2 separate regions of the Mus musculus genome follow, and region 2 is linked to region 1. The links are chromatin contacts, called in public ChIA-PET maps. All regions are on one chromosome and are shown on one strand. The core of a region is the stretch at or near the end of the contact, and the rest is flanking DNA. Distances in the headings are between cores, read along the strand shown. Region 1 has its middle 9.2 kb from the start of Ccl3. Region 2 has its middle 22 kb from the start of Gm38934.

The links. ChIA-PET counts read pairs in DNA pulled down with a chosen protein or histone mark.
Region 2: a contact with region 1 is called in an RNA polymerase II ChIA-PET map of memory CD8 T cells, with 14 read pairs. The contact joins two enhancer-like sites. A contact is called at or near these places in 1 of 115 datasets of contacts at active chromatin or transcription factors (memory CD8 T cells) and 3 of 9 other capture datasets (adipose tissue, liver and pancreatic islet).

The regions. Positions count from the first base shown.
Region 1 is chr11:83,638,283-83,641,986 of GRCm38.p6, forward strand. No RefSeq gene overlaps it. Among named protein-coding and RNA genes, the nearest start is that of Ccl3, 9.2 kb to the right of the region's middle. Within about 2 kb of position 2,134, at least 120 of the 459 cell types and tissues checked have an H3K27ac peak or open chromatin away from gene starts, as enhancers often do. A contact at or near this core is called in memory CD8 T cells, where this site is marked.
Region 2 is chr11:83,787,383-83,791,086 of GRCm38.p6, forward strand. No RefSeq gene overlaps it. Among named protein-coding and RNA genes, the nearest start is that of Gm38934, 22 kb to the right of the region's middle. Within about 2 kb of position 2,084, at least 133 of the 459 cell types and tissues checked have an H3K27ac peak or open chromatin away from gene starts, as enhancers often do. A contact at or near this core is called in memory CD8 T cells, where this site is marked.

The DNA of each region.
Region 1 (3,704 bases), core at 884-3,383:
GCGTGGTCTATAGGACGAGTTCCAAGACAGCCAGGACTACACAGAAACCCTGTCTCAAAAAACAAAAAACAAAAAAAACAAAAAAGACCAAACCAACCAAACAAACAAAAAACAGAGGGAAGAAAAAAAGGAGAGAGCGAAAGAGGAAGAGGCAGAGGCATGTATGTATATATTAGAATATTAATCTTCTATAAAGAAGAACAAAGTCACACTATTTGCAGGAAAATGGGTGGAACTGGGCATCATGTTAAATGAAAAGAGCCATCCTGGGGAAAACAAGTATCTTGTATTTTTTCTATTATGTAGAATATACACAATAGAGGTGGGGAAAAGCTAAAATGAAAGTAGATGGGGCACTGTGAGGGAAGGGAGGTAATAGGGGAGTGTGTATGAGCAAAATATATCACATAGATTAAAAGTCCCAATAAAGTTCATAGTTATGTAAATTAATGTGTGCTGGTAAATTTTTAATTAATTCGATTAAATAAATCAATATTTATTAAGTATCCAGAGTATATTTTTTGGCAAGCAACCCATCCTTGGGTCTCTGTTCTCTAATCTGCCCATAGATATAACTGGTATTTCTGTTCTCTCTAAGACTCACAGAAATTCCTTTCTGTGTAGTCCTTGGTTGACACCAATGCTAGGGAGAATTGGCACAGACCTATCAGGTTTTGACTTAGTAGCTTTGAAGACTGAGGAGTAGGCAACAGAATTTCTGGGTTCACCCTTCTCTGCACCCCATCTGACTTGGGAAGCTAGGCTCAGGGTCATTCTAATTCTCAGGCCTGACTCCTCAACCTGCCCTCCCCAGATGTTTCCATGGTGACAGGGGTGGTGCTGATGGTCTCATAAGCCAGCCTCCTCTTCCTCTGCAGAGGCAGCTCCTCCATGACGCTCTGCTGCTCCCAGGGCATGCCTCTCTGGGCACTCTCAAAGGTCAGGACTCCCCAAGAGTGACCACAGCCACCCTGTGGGCCTTTTCAGATTCTCCTACCAGTTCCTCGTGACTTTACATTCCCTTCCAGAGATGGACAGAAAGACTGGTTTTACCTGACACTGCCTATTTCTCTCATGGTAGTCACTTTCTGACTTGCTAGGGGCCAGCTGAGGGTGGGAGTGTGTTCACAGAAAAGGCCACAAATTCTTGGAGGTCTGGGCTAATTCTGAGGGAAGGCACAGGCTGAGTCAAAGGGAGTTTTCATAGAAACAGACAAGTCACCTCCATATTTTTAAAACCAATGATAAAATCAGAGAAAATGTAGACTGAGAGAGTGCTGCCCAGGGGTCCTTACCCCTGCGGAGAACTGGAAAGCAGTTGGAGATTGTTTTTCAGTCATCCTGCCCCTTCCATTTCTTTTTCTACTTTACAGTTGGCCACTATCTCCCCCTGCAGGAAATGCCACTTAGTGACTAGTCTGTCTCTTGTTCCTGCTCTACTGAGGAACTCTAGTCAGTCTAAGACACCAACCCTGCTGCTCACCTGTGACACAGACTGGGGGACCTTCAGCGCTAGGATGGCTGCTGGAAGCAAGTGTTGTAGGATTCTACCTCTTGTTGAAACATGTTCAGTTTCCCCGTTTCCCAAATAGGAGAGGACTCAACCCTTCTTCTGAACTATATAAAAATAGGAAGCTAAGGAGCACCCCCCCCCCACACACACACACAACATAGCTTAAGGCATATTGAAAATCCCTTGTGAAGTTGTTTCACGTGGTTACTTTTGTCTGCAGTATTTGGTGATGTATTCTGACAAGAGACAAGAACCACAATCGAAAACAGACTCAAGCAGGTCCAGGAACAAAGATGGGGCAAGGGAGGAGAATAGCTAGGGTCTCAGAGTGTGGGCAGAATGAGATGGGGCCCAGGCACTCACTTGCCAGCATCCTTCATGGGGCCAAGCTACATCTTAGTCTTAGTATGTAGACCCTGGGCTGTGGGGAGGTGGGAACTGGTGGTGGTGGTGGTGGGGGGGGAGTTGACTGGAGAGGAAGTATTTAGTACAGCTGTGTCCTGTTGACTGGTACATGCAAGAGGGGTCTTGGGTAACCACGGGGCTCAGCATATCCGCAAGAATAGGTCAGGTGCTCTCTCAGCTCGGGCTGTTTACAGGGAAGTGGTTTCTACAGCACGAGTTGCTGAAATGGTAGTGTCATCCTAGAGTCACACTTCGAGGGCTCCTTCTCACTAGTCATGGTTTCCTCTACAAAGCAGAAACTTCTGATCTATTCCACAGCTGTTCTAATTATACAGATGTGAATAAATGAAGCTGCCACAACTCTTGGACGGTGAAAACCCAAATGATTTCACCCAGGGCCTCTGGAGTGTGGGCAGACACTCAGTTGCCAGAGTCCTTAGACGATTAGAGCAGTACCAGCAACGGGCTCAGCGAGCAAGCGAGGAGCGTACAATCAGCCTTCGAGACCCCGTTTCTTCCTGAGAGATTCTTCAGGAAGTACACTAGTCAAATGGCACTAAGGCACATCAGATATGGGAGCTAAGTATAACGGGCTAAGCCTAACTAATCTGAAAATGTTGTTAGCCTTTGAACAAGGAAGTTTGTACCTAAGAATTTATTTCCTATCCAGAAAAATCCAATCCCTCCCAGGGGGGTAGCATTAGGGGAGGGTGGTGAGGTCATATGCACACACGTTTCATCTCCAGGAAATTTACATCAATTTTTAATTGGATGTAATTTAGTCATCTATGTAGAAACATCCCTTAGTCTTTACAAATGGTGTGATGACATGAGAAACGTTTACATCATGAGAATACATTTGAAAACCCCGAAATGCAAATTAGCTCATTTTAAGCAAGACCTACCCAGCCAAGCTCTGACGATCTGATGAATCTTACACAATATTTTTTTAAATTTATTATTATTATTATTATTATTATTATTATTATTATTATTATTATTATTATTTGATGCTGCTTCCAGAAAAGGGGACTCCTAAGCTGATGGGTCCCATCTGTGTGTTCACTACTGAAGGATTCCCCTGTGTTCCTCAATATGGCCACTCTTTACCAGTGATTCACTGTTTTACATTCTCTCCCTCTCCCAACCCCCCATTGTCTGCCAGTGGAGGTGGGTGGTGTGGGTAACAGACTGGCTCTGCCCCCTGCATGGGTTCCACTGTGGGTGTGTAGTTCCATTTTTCTGGTGGTTACTTCAACACGGTAAAGAGTAGTAATGTCTATTTAGTGTCAGATTTGGAAGATAGTTCTGTATGGTGCAACAGGAAGTACACAAGTCGACACCTCCAAGATAAAGGGCCCTCAGATGGCTGAACTTTTCTAATCTACAGAGCAAAGGAGAAGAAATACACATCACATACAAAATGTGAATGCCCTTCATATACCAACAAAGAAAATCAATAGCCCACACCTCAGTCTATGCTACATCCCTCCCCAAATACAGAAGCCTGTATTTCCTTTGGGCTATCAGCCTTCCTTGCATTTCTCCAACTTTAAATTGATATGCAGTTATGTAGACATATGTACCTTGATTTATCTAAGAGAATAGCAAAACCCATCACCAGTACTTTGTTAGGAAATCAAATTTAGAAGAATGCAAAGATTTTTTTTCCTCAACAACAACAACAACAACATCACACTCTTCCCTGAACATATACAAGAAAAGGACTCATGGACCTGTGGTAGGCACTGGCAGCCTCTCTGGAAGCACATCTGAGGAAGATGTG
Region 2 (3,704 bases), core at 834-3,333, 150 kb after region 1:
CCAGGTATGCCATGCAGAGGAGGTCAGGTAGCATGGACCGAAGAAGCTCGGCATAACTCGAGGAAAGACAATGCTGGGTGTGAATCCACAAAGCCAGGAAGAAAGCGCAGCAGGCAGTCCCTCCAAAATTTCCACACAGTCACCACATGACTCAGCAACTCCAGGTGACACCCCAAACAAATGATGTGACCAAGTACAGCAGTGCCCACAGCTGCAGCATTCGGGATAGCCCCTAACTAGCAACGGCGGCTCTGCTGGCGACCAGAGAACGGCATGATGTGTGTCTACTCGGTGGAATAATATTGGGCTGTAGAAAAGGTGAAATATCAATATACTCCATATCGTGGGTGAGCCATTAAATGCTATGCTAAGTCAAAGAAGACAGCCACGTATACTGTAGGTTTTCATTTACATGAGATGCTCAGAATAACATTTAAGTGTTTGCCTGAACAGGTGTTGGGGATAATAAGGGAAAGTACCTGAGTTGGGTTCCCAGGACCCACGTCCAATGGCTCACAGCCACCTGTCACTCCAGGGGATCCAGCGCTCTCTTCTGGTCTATGAGGGCAACTGCACTCACATGACACAAGTGTCAGGTCAGCTTGACTTCATAAGAACGGAACAGCTCTGGAACAGTAGGATTTTCATTCATTTATTCATTCATCCATTCACTGGAGAAGATATCTGGAGAATTTATCAAATATATAAGATATAATATATAAAAATCAGGCAAGTGCAGGGCAGTGGTGGTGCATGCCTTTAATTCCAGCACTTAGGAGACAAAGACAGGCAGATTTCTGAGTTCAAAGCCAGCCTGGTCTACAGAGTGAGTTTCAGGACAGCCAGGGCTACACAGAGAAACCCTGTCTCAAAAATAAAAAAGAAAAAGAAAAGAAAAGAAAAAGAATCAAGCAGAAGAAAATATCAGGGAACAAGGAAAAAAAAAGTCCTGCAGATATCACACTTGATCAGGACGGTAAGCTAATACCGTCAGTGACCTGGGGTCTCGGGGGCCAGAGGCAAGGAAAAACAGATCATGGCCGGACAGAAAGCTCTGGGCAGATTATAGTTTGGCACGAGGTGTGAAGGAAGTTCTCCCTGGGAAGACAACCTTTGAGCAGAGGCAGGCGGGGGTGACCCTTGGGGTGACCACAGAGCTGTACAGCAGGTGGCACGTAGGACACACAGGCTATCTTAGAGGGGCAGGAGGTAACAGAGCAGAACAGCAGGTGGAAACAGGAGGAGGCTGAGCGTGGTAACTGGGATGTGGGGCCTTCCTGGCCTTGTCCCCCCACCATAAAGAGGAGGGGTTTAGGAACCATGGGTGGGGAGGGCTGTGAGCAGAGCTTTGCCCTGACCTTATGGAAGGGCCCCTCTAAGTCAAGGTTTTCAACCATGGCACTGTTAATTCCTCGGGCAGGCTGGTTCCTTGTAGGTGCACTGTGGGATGTTTGTCAACATCTCAAACCCCTTACTTAACCAGACGCCAGGAAGAATCCCCCTAACTATGACAACCCAACATATCTCATGCTTTGGAAAATGTGCCCTGGAGGGCTAAGAAGCCCAAAGTGGAGAAGCATCGCTCTTCTCTGAGCCTTAGCTTGTAGGGGGCATGGGTTCAGGGAGCTCTGGTCTGAAAGGCTGGATTTGGGGGTGGTCGTGACACCTGTAGGATAACATGTCTCTCGTGCAGTGAGACAACCTTCCACCCTGGAATGAATGTAAAGAAAAAAAAAAAAAAAAGCAACACCCTTGGTTACGCTTAATGCTTTGAACAAGAACGGTATGTAAGGTGCCAGAGAAGGTACCAGAAGAATCTCTTGAGCTTTTGGCCCTGCCTCACAAGCATGGCAAGGCAAGAGTATAGAAAAGGGGAGTGGTAAGGGGCTGGAGACAAGGGAACGCGAGCCCCAGTCATCTGGGAGGGGCTCATCGATTCTTGATGCATTTCCTGAGTATCTTCTATACATGAGGCAGTTTCGCTAGCATCGTGTCATCTGAGAACAATACTTAACAGTGAGGCAAATGTTATCCTTCCTGTTTTGTGACTCACAGATTACGAAACTTCTGAGTAACATGCTCAGATCACGGTCGGGACGCATGCGCCTTCCTGTCAATGCCCGATGCTGGCTCCCTGAAGCGTCTAAGTGAAGCTTATGCTAGCTAGCATTGAAGGCAGCGCAGGTTCAAGTGGGGCTGGGAAGCAGAGCAGATGACACAGCTGCTTGCTGCTTGAATGGAGCTTGGATGGGGAGTAAATTACAGGGATTTGGGGCAGGGCTATTTCTTAAAGCATAGAGCTTGTTAATATCAGTTTTGCTTAGGGGAGGGAGAGCTTAAAAGTACGCTTGCACAGGTCAGAGGACAATGTATAGAGGATAGCTCTCTCCCACCTTGTGAATCCCAGGGATCTAACTTAGGTCATCAGGCTTGGCACAGTTTACCCACAAACTTTTCCAAACATCTCTCTCTCTCTCTCTCTCTCTCTCTCTCTCTCTCTCTCTCTCTCTCACACACACACACACACACACACACACACACACACACTGTCTCTCCCTGTGTCTGTTTCGCTCTCTCTGCTCTCTCTGCCTCTCTCTTTCTCTCTCTCTCTCTCTCTCTCTCTCACACACACACACTCTGTCTCTCCCTGTGTCTCTGTTTCGCTCTCTCTGCTCTCTCTGCCTCTCTCTCTCTCTCTCTCTCTCTCTCTCTCTCTCTCTCTCTTTCTCCCCCCCCCCCTTGGTGTCCTATGTAATAGTGCTCTCTGTAACACAGGGCAGGCATGATGCTTGGGGTCTGATATGCTAAGTAGACTGCAGGTAGCATAGTGGGCACCACCTTTTTCCCCAAGCCAGGAAGCTTTTCCAAACCTTCCCTCAATCAGCTGACCCAGAATCATCTTGGGCCATGACAGGTGCTTTTCCAGAAGTCTCTCTTGACCCCTTTAGATAAAGGGAAAGTCTCCCAGAATGTGCCTGATGACAGACACTCTCCAAGCTGTAACAGGAGACAGGATAGGACTTCTGAGAAGGTTGGTTTTGTGTTGTTGCGTTGTTTTGCTTTGTGTCAGCATGAAATGATGAAGGTGATGGACTGGCCAAAGCCTCGGAGTCTGAGCCATTTCCAGCCCCAGCCCCAGCCCCACGTGCATACAGAATGTATCCTGCCACGACCTTTAGATCTGAAGAAACTCAGGTTCCATCCTTCTGAGAAAAGCCTGCCAGCATCCCAATGCAAAAAAATAAATTAAAAAAAAAAAAAAAGCCTCCAACCCAGAAATACTTTGTCCAGCCTTCTCCAGGAATGGAGACCAAGACATGTGGGTGAACACACACTTCATTGTGTTTGACAAGATGAAATCAAAGGCAGACCAACAGCTGGGTTAAACTCTTTATATAGGTTTCTCTACTTTAACAATGTTAGAGAATGGTTTAGATATAGAAAATTTTTAAATTGCCAGGCATGATAGTGCACACCTTTAATCCCAGTACTCTGTAAGCAGGAGCAGGCAGGATCTCTGTGAGTTCAAGGCTAGCCTGATTTACATAGAGGGTTCCAGGACTATTCAGTGAGATGCCGTTTATAAACTTTAAAAAGGGGGGACTATGCTTGGACTATAGTGTTAAGGAAAAAAGTAATATATATATATATATATATATATATATATATATATATATATATATATATATGTGTGTGTGTGTGTG